Regions from separate parts of the Ovis aries genome. Here region 1 is linked to region 2. A link is a contact called in public Hi-C data. All regions are on one chromosome and are shown on one strand. The core of a region is the stretch at or near the end of the contact, and the rest is flanking DNA. Distances in the headings are between cores, read along the strand shown.

Region 1 (5,436 bases), core at 2,186-4,685, 140 kb before region 2:
GGGGAGGCATTCTGGACTGTGCTCTCGCCCTTGGACGCTGCCCAGTTGCCCCGAGCACACACAGGATTCCCTGCTTCTGCTTCTCCCCCGTGAGCTCCCTGTCACTCACCCCAGCCACCCCTTCCCAGGCCGGTCGGCTACAGGGGCTTCCACCCTCTGCCCCTGGGGTTGGCTCCCTGCAGCCAGAGGGGCCTGAGAAAAGACCCCCAGCCCCTGCTGGGCCCCTGCTCAGAGCCCTTGCTCCCCTAGTCCTCGCACTGACCCTTGGGTCCCTCTTGACCTGGGCGCACGCGGACACCTGCCCGTGGGTGAGACAAGCTCTCCCAGGAGAGAGGGGAGTGTGTCTTGGGTCAGGTCTGATGCGAGCATGACAGGGTCAAAGGTCAAAGCCATATTTAGAAGGCTGACTGCCCACCCTCAGATCCCCTCTTAGTCTGTGGAAATTGAGCCCTCTGCCCCGGCTTGTGCCCGCTCCCCACCCCCAGGCCCTTCACTCCCCACCAAGCCCATCTGCCCTCCTGGGGAAGCTCTGTTCACAGCCCCGTCCACAGCCCGAGACGGCAGGATGCTGCTTCTCTGGGGTGGTGGGGGGACCTGCCCCCACGGCCACCCTGGACGGCTGGCAGCCGTCACAGCCCCACGGAGGCGCGGGGAAGGCGTTCACAGTAGCACCAGGGCCCCACACCCGCGCTGGGCACAGGCAGCTCTCGCCAGCAGAAGGTTCCTCTGCAGGGATGGCACGGGACCCAGAGCAACATGTACCCCAGGGGGCGAGTCTGGAAGTGACCTAGGAGAGAAAGGCAGCCTGTCGAGGCTGGTAGCTGATGGAGCTGACCAGAGGGTTACAAGGTCCGCCACCGCTGTGGGGAGTGCCAGCGCGGGGCTGGGCCGCCGGACGGGCACATCGGCCTTCAGACGTCCCCACAGGTTCATTCCTAACCGGGTTCATGGGTTCCCAGGTATTGAAAAGTTATCAATACTATTATTTATGCCTGAAATAATCCACCCCCCTCCGCCTCCAGGTCCTCGGGACAAACCCCAGCTCCTCGTCCTGGCCTTCAAGGCCTTAGGATCCCCTCCCGCTGCCCTCTGCAGCTGCCCTCAGTCACGGCCGACCTTTGCCCCGGTTGTGTCCTGACCAGGATCACCTTTCCTCTGCCTCACCTGGTCTTTCTGGCTAAGTTCATTTCTGAAGGCAGCTTCTAAGTAGCAACGGGGCCAGATTTTATGTTGAGAGAGGCCTTCAAAAAGGCTCTTTCCCTTTAGGAAAGCCAGCAGCAAGCAGTGGGGAGGGCAAGTCGAAGCAGAGGGCCAAGGGGGCTGGGGGTGGAGAGACAGTTGCCCAGAGGCCAGCTGCACAGCAGACACCTACAGCCGATGCCCCTTCACCCTCAGCCCACTGGTGGCCGTGGAGACGGTGTGAGGTCTCACCTATAGCCCTTGAGGAGCAGCCTGGGCACGTGGGAGCTGTGTGGTTAGTGTCTTGAACCACAGGGAGTTCAGTTGGGACACCACCTCCCTAGCTTGTTTCCCAGGGCCTGGGGGTATGAAAGGCCAAATGTCAACCCCAGAATTTCTATCTGCTTTGCTCTTCCTAGTGGCTCAGAGGGTAAAGCGTCTGCCTGCAGTGCAGGAGACCTGGGTTCGATCCCTGGGTTGGGAAGATCTCCTGGAGAAGGAAATGGCAACCCACTCCAGTACTCTTGCCTGGAAAATCCCATGGACGGAGAAGTCTGGTAGGCTACAGTCCATGGGGTCGCAAAGAGTCGGACACGACTGTGCGATTTCACTTCACTTTGTCCTCCGTCAGAAACATCAGCAACCTGACAGCTGAGAGAAAATGTAGGAGACTGAGGCCTGGAGAGGGGAGGACACAGTGAGAGGTGAGGCGGGGCAGAGGCGGAGCCTGGACTCCCAGCCCGGTGCTCCCCGGACCCCAACCGTGGTCCACGGCCATCTCTGTTCATCTGGTGCTGATCAGGGCTGCCCAGGTGGCACCAGTGGTAAAGAATCTGCCTGTCAGTGCAGGAGATGCAAAAGACATAGGTTCGATCCCTGGGTTGGGAAGATCCCGTGGAGTAGGTAGGATATGGCACCCCACTGCAGTATTCTTGCCTGGAAAATTCAATGGACAGAAGAGCCTGTCAGGCTACAGTCCATGTGGCGGCAGAGAGTCGGACATGACTGAGCAGGCACCATCATGGATCCCCGCCCCCACCTCCCCTCAAGGTATGGTAAGGCCTGCAGGGCCTTGTTGCACTAAGGTAGGCAGCAGTTTGGGTGGCAGGGTCTGGTGGGATCTTGGGCATGCGTGTGCTACTTGTAGAAAGGCCAGGTGGGCAGGGCCCCTTCAATCATAAATGTCTGAAGAAAAGAAACACGTGTCTAGCTTCCCTTTTGTGTGTTCCTCACTTGAAGGACCGATGCTGAAGCTGAAGCTCCAATACTTTGGCCACCTGATGAGAAGAGCTGACTTATTAGAAAAGACCCTGATGCTGGGAAAGACTGAGGGCAGGAGGAGAAGGGGACGACAGAGGAAGAGATTGTTGGATGGCATCACCGACTCGATGGGCTTGAGTTTGAACAAGTTCCGGGAGATGGTGAAGGACAGGGAAGCCCAGAGTGTGGCCGTCCACAGGGTCGCAAAGTCGGACAAGACTGAGCGACTGGACAACAACAACGCATGAAGGTCACCTCCCTGTGAGACCCGATTTCATGGTTGGTGAATCAGGGGTCATAATTCCCACCGCCACTGGCTGTGGAAATGAAATCAAGCGTGTTTAGCACAGAGATTGGTGCAGCTAGGCGCTGATAAGTGACTGTTTGCATCCGGTTCACCATCCATTCCCTGGGAAAGTCAGCCTGGAGCAGGGGCTCCAGATGCCCGGACCCTCTGGGGCAGAACGCGGCCGGGGACCCTTAGGGGTCACAACCCCTTCCCCCTCCACGTGCGGTCCCGGGAAAACAGTCCCGGAGGTCATCCCCAAGGTCACAGAGGGTCAGTGCAAAGGGGACGTGGAAGACGTCTCGTGGGGTGCCGAGGAGAGTCACGCTCGACGGAGCCCGGGCGCCTGAGTGCGAGCACAGACTCGCTGAGCGGAGGCACCGCAGGCCGAGGGGCCCTCCCGGCGCGGGTGGCCAGCCGCCGGGAGCCGGGAGCCCTTCTCCGCCAGCCACTCGGGTTTCCGGGAGCCCCGCCCCGCTCGCTCCCATCGCGGCCCCGCCCCCCGTGCGCCCGCAAGTTTCTCCCAACTTTTCCGCGGGTCCCCCCGGGTGCCCCGCCCGCCGGCCGGTGACGTAACAATGGTGCAGCGCGGTGGCCAATAGGCGCCGGCGGAGGCCGGCGGCGCGGGCCAATGGCGGCGGCGGGCGGCCCAGCGGTCCTGCCCGGCCCGGGCCGCACTGCGCCGCCCGCCGCCCGCCCGCCCGCCGCCGGCGCCGGCACCGCAGCCCAGCGATCCGGCAGCGGCGGCTCAGAGCGCGGCTGAGGCGGGCGCGGGCGGCGGCGGCGGCCTCCCGTCCGTCTGTCCTGGGAGCTTCGCCTGCGCACGGACCCGCGGGGAGACGGCGCGCGCTCCCGCCCGCCGCGGGGGCGGGGACGCCAGGCTCGCGGCCCCTCCAGCCCCCAAGGTGAGTCCCCCTTCCTCGGCCCGCTCGGCGTGCGGCTCCCGCCCCAGGCGCGACTCCCTGGCCACCGCCCCCCCCCATTCTCCCTGGACACACGCTCACGCAGGTGCAGCCCTCGCTGCGCCGGCCACTGGCCTGCAGATACTCTGGCCTCGCCCCCCCGCGACCCGGGGTCCGGCCGTGCGGCCGGTGGGGTCCGGGGCGGAGCTGGCGGGCGGCCCTGGGCGCGCGGCCTTGCCCTCGGTGGCCCAGCCCCCACCCCCCATTCACTGAGCCGCGACCGTGACTCGCTGCCCAGTGACGTGAGGCCGGCCCAACTTTACGTAACCCGCCCGGCGCCCAGTGTCCACACAGGGTACACCCGGGGTGCGGAGGCCCCGGCGTGGGGCGCCGCTTTCCAGTCACGGTGCCCCCTTAAAGGGCGCTGTGGCTCCAGCTCCCCTCCGCCCCCTGCCCCGTGCCCGTCTCTGTAACTTAAGTTACCCGGTGTGTGTGGACTCAGCCTACCCGCTGACCCAGGGCCCTTGTGACCCAAGGGCTTACCCTTGACAAAATGCGGTGGGGAGCTGGGGCCAGGGGCTGGAAGTCAGGGCTCAGGTTGGTTGGTGCAGGGGGCTTTGGGGACAAGGTTAGGGCTCAAGCTGGGTTTCCGGTGGGTTGGCGGGTCCCCCCACTTCTGGAATGAGCCCGAAATACGAGGTAGGAGATCTTGGGTCCAGGCCTGGCTCTGCCATGACTTGCCGGCTGACCTTGGACAAGTTTGTCCCTTGCTGGAAAGTGGGATGCCAAGCCCTGCTTCGTCCAGCCTCTGGGAAGACCAAGGGAGCTAGCAGACCTGGGGCGGGGTCTGCAGGCCCTGAAGAGTGTACACACCGGTCTCTTGGTTGATTTCATCCCCCTGCCTCCTCGCGGGAGCTTGGGGCGGGGACGGCACGGAAACACCATGTTTGGGTGGAAGGCTGGAGGCCCCCCTCCCTGCTGTGGCTCCCAGCCTGCCTTCCCTCTTTCTTACAGATGAGGAAGCTGAGGCTCAGAGGACAGTGATACACCCACCTGCACAGAACTTGGTCATTGCGGTGCACTAACCAGGTAGGTCTGAGTCAGGAGCTCTGCCCCTGGGCAGGGTCTCCTAGCTGCAGACAGGGGTCAGATGGCAGGGTCAAGGTTAGATGGAGTTGGGGAGAGGGAGTTTGGGCTACAGAAAGGGTTTGGTTCAGCTTGAGATGTGAGATGCAGCTCTCCTACACCCCCACCCCCGACCTGGCTTTTTCCTTAATTGGGGTTGGGTGCAGCTGCCGCAGGTGGGAGCAGGAACTCTTCTGGCGGGTCCCTGGGCTGGAGGGGGTGTGAGGTTTCAGTGTGGTCTTGGCAACGGTAGGTGGGGGGCTATGAGGGCAGAGGCAGGGGAAGGGGGTCCTTAGTCGAGGTACCAGATAAGGAGACGATCTCAGGGAGGGCCACCGTCTGCCGCTAGATCCAGGATGTGGGAGGTGGTTCAGGGCCTGGAAGAGAAGCGAGCTGTTGAGGAGTGACTGGGACAGCCCGTCGGAGGCTGGGGGTGGGCGGGGGAGGCCGGTACCAGACAGGCCCAGCCAGGTGGGGAGGCGTGGGGGGCTTCGACAGGAGACCCCCCCCCTCCCGCCTGGATCCTCGACCCTCACTGGACCTCTCTGCTCGCAGGTGGTCGGCCCCCGGGGGCCCATGCCGTGAGGTGAGGACGCCCAGCCAGCATGCCGTGGGACGCGCGACTGCCGGGGGGCGGCGCGGAAGGCGGGCCCGAGGGCGCGGGGGCGGCGCGCTCTAGGGCAC
Region 2 (5,353 bases), core at 2,155-4,654:
CTACCCAGCAGACGCCAGCAGCACTCCCCAAGCCGTCACAATCAAAACCTTTTCCAGTGACTTCCCTGGGGGTCCAGTGGTTAAGAATCTGCCTTCCAGTGCAGGGGATGTGGGCTCCACCCCTGGCTGGGGAACTAACATCCCACGTGTGTCTGGGCAACTAAGCCGGTGCCCCACACTCCAGAGCCTATGCTCCACAATGAAGACCCCGCGTGCCCCAACTAAGTCCCAGTGCAGCCAAACAGATTAAAACCAAAACCAAAATATCACCAGACGTTGCCAAGTGCCCTCTGTGGGGCAAAACTGCCCCCATTGAGAACCACCAATTTGGGGTCACTAACAGGCCCTCCTCTTTGGACTCAACCCTCTACCAAGGAAAGGATCAATAAAAATATAACAGGACAGAATGAAAACCTGAAATCAAGCTGGAGGTTGGAGTATATCTGTCTGCACATTATATACTTACTACAAACAGCAGACAATTCAATATATTGGTTTTTGAGGTGTGCAGAGCTGGCCCTGAGCCAATATGAATCAAATGACAACTAGCTCTACTTTGCTAGTTTTAAGAATCACATTTGTTTCCTTTTACTACCAATCACTTAGAATGTTTCTCTAAGCTCTTGAGGTATTATCAGATAATGCCATTAAAGAGAGAGACACACACACACACATAAACACAGAGCAAATCCTATTGTTTCTGAATTACCACAGGGGCAAAGCTGGTCTGATTTTTCAATCTGCTCTGCAGACTAGTTTACCAAGTGGGTATTCTACCTGATACCTGTTATATGTCTATTTCATTCAACAAACTTTTCCTAAGTATCGCTGGGGGCCAATTCATAAACAAGTCAGGTCCCAGCCTCACCCGTGGGGCCACCTGCAGGCCCGCTGACTCAGGTCTGCACTTTGCCTCAATGTCTGTACTTTCAAAAGCTCCACTGTTGCATCTGAAGGCAGACTGGGTTAATCGCGGAATGCTGATAGGAAAACACCACCAGCACAGCGCAACAGGTGCAGTAAGAGAAGCAGGGGCAGCTCAAGGCTGGCAGGCTTCCTGGAAGAGGTGACCTCCGCAGGGGTCCTTGAAGGATGAGTAGAATTTTGGAACAGACATTCTAGGTGTAAGGACAAACATGTGTGAATGGACGGATGCATGACAAGGAGTACTGTGTGTGGAGGAAACTGAAAATCTCTCTGTGGGGCAGGAACAAGGCTGGGAGGGGTAGGAGCTGACCTGAGGGAGTGCGTTCAGGTTGTACCTTCCAATCCACACCACCCCCCAGAGACCCTCCCCTGCCTGGGTTCTCCAATCACACCTGGGTCCCCGCCCCCACCATCTCTCCTCTTCCGCATTTTCAACTCGGACCCACCCTCCCAGATCTAGCTCAGACCACCTCGTCTCACCCCCTTGGCCAGAAACAACCTCATCCTTTCTCTCCGTGCATTTGGCTCTCTGTCCTATTTATTTATAATCTCTAGCTTTCTGACCTTGGCCAGAAGTTATCTGAGTGATGAGTTACCTCCTTGGTCACATAACCTCCATCTTGTGCGTCTCTATGGCCTTGGTGGCACAGCCAGGGGGCAAAGAGTATTACCAGAACTGAATGCAAAACCACAGTATCATGAATGCATTAAGTATTTATATCACCCCAATGAGAAGAGCTAGAGAACATGATCATGCTATCTAACTCCAATTAAGTTTGCTTTCATTTGGGGGAATACATCATTTTGGGGCTCTTTCCTAAGTTATCTAACCCAAAAAGCTATAGCAACATTCAACAGGCCCTGGAGTGCAGCCACACCTGGGGGAGGCTCAGGGTAAGCACTCAGCCTCTCTCAGCTCCTTCCTCATCTATAAAATGCTGATAAAAACACTTTTGTGTGGTTGCTGAGACCCAAGCAGTCCAGCACTGTGCTGGATAGAGAGAGGAGATGGACAGACTCGGCCACCAGAACCCTTCGGACTCCACAGACCTGCTGTGCAGGACTTCAGTGGGAGGCGTTTATGTCCTCAGCACAGTAGGAGACAAACATCCTACAAATAAGAAAGCCAAAGTCCAACGAGGTTGAATTACCCAAGGTCACACTTCTAAGAAGTTTGGTGTTTGGGCAGTCATACTTGTCTCCCCAAACTTGGGCGAGACAACTCTCCAGTCTTGATGATCAACTGGGTACCAATCTTAACTGGCCAAATCCCTCAGAAACAAAGACATAAGCTTAGTGAAGACTGATGATTCTACTCTCTACCTACTTCTTCTAGAGGCAGGATCTCTGTGGCACTTTTGGAGTGAGAAGCACGGTGACATTTACAAGCCCAGTGCTGAAAGGGAATGTGACTTTACAGGTGACATGAACGACCTCAGGCTTGGATGCTACTCTGGACGCTCTGGGATGTCAAGACCCATGTTCGAGTTCCAGCTTCCTTAGCGGCCAAGAGCTGTGTGACCTGGAAATCAGGCCACTGAGAAAGGACGCTGGCTAGCACACGGAGTGCTTTCACGGGTTTCATTCATTAAGCCAATGTCAGGCACCTGCCGGGTCTGTAACAGGGGTTGCAAACGCAGACGCCGCCACTGCGAGCAGGTGCTGCATCAAGTCACTAGAATGTACTTCGTTCGGCCCCCGAGTCTCGGCCGGGCCCCTTTGCAGCCCCTTCCACCGAAAGACTCTCTACGTTGGTTCCTTTTAATCCACTCAGGTCTCCGCTGCAGTGTCAGGCCTGGGGACCCCTCACTCGGGAGCAGCCCCCAGGTCCGGCCGCTCTTCATGGACTGGGGTCAAACGCTGCACCTGCCGCAGCGCCTGGACACCGTGAGCGCTCAACGAAAACGGGGCGAAACGCCCGCGAGAGGAGCCAGGCAGCGCGGAGGAGCCGCGGGCAGGGGCCCGGCGGGGTGGAGGAGCCGACGGTGCCGGCGCTGACAGGGGCGGGCGGCCTGCCGTCCCCAGGGAGCCGAGTATGGGGACGCCCTGAACTGTAACGGCCGCTCTCTCGGGCAGGGCGGCTCCAAGGCCTACGCGGAGAAGCCTTCCTTCCCCGCGCGAGGCCTCTCCCGGGCCTCAGTTGCCCCACGGCCCCGCCCGGCGCCTCACCTGCGGCGGCAGCAGGCGCGGCGGGCGCGGGGGCTCGGCGCCGGGGCCCCGCTGGAGGGCGGCCTGCTGGGCCGCGTCCCGCAGCCGCCGCGCCGCGTCCAGCACGCAGGGCGGCGGCGGCGGCTCCGCGGGCGGCTGCGCCTTCGTCACCTGCTCCAGGACGCGCCGCAGCTGCTCGGGGCCCAGCGGGGCCACGCGCGCCGCGCTCCCGCGCTGGGAAAAGGGAGCCCGGCCGCCGCTGCAGCCGTCCTCACCGCCACCCTCAGCTTCCGGCTCCGCGTCCGCCATGACAGCCGACGCGGAGACCCGAACCCGGGTCGCCGAGCGCCGGCGGCTCAAATGTGCGTCACCTGGGAAAGGAGGCAGCTACGAGTGCCCCGCAGGCCAAGACATCTCGGAAGGCGACCGCACCAGACTGACACCGCCGGTCGGTGGGCGGTTCAGGCCCCGCCCTGCCGCCCCTTCCCGCCCAGAATGCTACCCGGCCACATTGCCTCATTGTCAGGCCATATTCATCCTTCACCTGTCACCTCCTGCAAGAGGTGTCCAGCAAAAAGTCTTCGAGGTTCCAGAGCTCCTGGCCTAACATCACATTGTCCAAACGCTCTCAGCGTCACCTGAAAACCCTGTCTGGACCTGCGGAGGCATGGATCAGCAGTGGCCCACTGCAGGGGCAGGGGCTCCGGGTGCAGCAGGCTTGGGTGTGGCAGACCCTGTTAGAGGAGATCGCCGTTAACCCCACCATAGAGTTGCAGAGCAGACGACCCCAAAACTGCAGAACAATTATACCAAATAAATTCTCCCACTGTTAAGAAAGTTCTAGGACCTACAACAGATTGCCCAACCTGGGGATCTGGCAGTGGGACTGAGAACCCCCAGGGGAATTTGACTTTGGAGGGCAGTGGGATTTGCTTACAGAACTTACATAGGACTGGGGGAATAGACTCTTGGAGGGCACAAACAAAATGTTCTGCACACCAGTACCCAGGAGAAAGGAGCAGTGACCCCACAGAGACTGACTCAGACTTTCCTGTGAGTGTCCATGAGTATCGGGCAGAGGCAGGCGCAGGGTCGAGGGCACTGAGTGCAGCTGTGCGCGCAGGAGACCTTTTGAAGGGGGTTGCCATTATCTTCGTCATGGCTTCCCTCGTAGCTCAGTGGGTAAAGAATCTGCCTGCAATGCAGGAGACCCAGGTTCAGTCCCTGGCTCTGGAAGATCCCCTGGAGAAGGAAATGGCAACCCGCTCCAGTATTCTTACCTGGAGAATTCCGTGGACAGAGGAGCTTTGTGGCTACAGTCCATGGGGTTGTAAGAGTCGGACGCGACTTAGCAACTAAACCACCACCACCACCATTATCTTCATTACCTCCGCCATAGTTTGGTCTCAGTCAAACAACAGGGAGGGAACACAGCCCAGCCCATCAACAGAAAATTGGATTGAAGATTTACTGAGCATGGCCCCACCAATCAGAACAAGACCCAGTTTCCCCCACAGTCAGTCTCTCCCATCAGGAAGCTTCTATAAGCCTCTTATCCTTATCCCTCAGAGGGCAGAGAGAATGAAAACCGCAATCACAGAAACTAATCAAAACCAGTCACATGGACCACAGCCTTGTCTAACTCAATGAAACTATGAACCACGCCTTATAGGACAACCCAAGACAGAGGGGTCATGGTGGAGAATTCGACAAAACGTGGTCCACTGGAGAAGGAATGGCAAACCACTTCAGTACTCTTGCCTAGAGAACTCCATGAACAGTATGAAAAAACAAAAAGATAGGATACTGAAAGATGAACTCCCAGGTCGGTAGGTGCCCAATATGCTACTGAAGAGCAGTGGAGAAATAACTCCAGAAAGAATGAAGAGACGGAGCCAAAGCAAAAACAACACCCAGTTGTGGATATGACTGGTGATGGAAGTAAAGTCCGATGCTGTTAAAACAATATTGCATAGGAACCTGGAATGTTAGGTCCATGAATCAAGGCAAATTGGAAGTGGTCAAACAGGAGATGGCAAGAGTGAACATCGACATTCTAGGAATCAGAGAAAAAGAAATGCAAAAAGGCAGAATGGTTGAGGAGGCCTTACAAATAGCTGAGAAAAGAAGAGAAGTTAAAGGCAAAGGAGAAAAGGAAAGATATACCAATGTGAATGCAGAGTTCCAAAGAATAGAAAAGAGAGATGAGCAAGTCTTCCTCAGTGATCAAGGCAAAGAAATAGAGGAAAACGATAGAATGAGAAAGACTAGAGATCTC

What was found. A called contact is a pair of places that touch in the nucleus more often than the background predicts.
Region 1: a contact with region 2 is called in a Hi-C map of liver, with 3 times the contacts expected there. The contact joins the promoter of ANKRD9 here to the promoter of ZNF839 in region 2. A contact is called at or near these places in 3 of 16 Hi-C or Micro-C datasets (hypothalamus, liver and tail adipose tissue).

What each region holds. Positions count from the first base shown.
Region 1 is chr18:64,887,559-64,892,994 of ARS-UI_Ramb_v3.0, reverse strand. ANKRD9 (ankyrin repeat domain 9) reads left to right here and starts at 3,435. Exons shown (of 4, transcript XM_042235529.2): 1 at 3,435-3,630; 2 at 4,642-4,716; 3 at 5,308-5,338.
Region 2 is chr18:64,749,830-64,755,182 of ARS-UI_Ramb_v3.0, reverse strand. It overlaps ZNF839 (zinc finger protein 839), which reads right to left and starts at 3,404. Exons shown (of 8, transcript XM_042235521.2): 1 at 3,097-3,404. The coding sequence starts at 3,384. It also overlaps the pseudogene LOC106990319.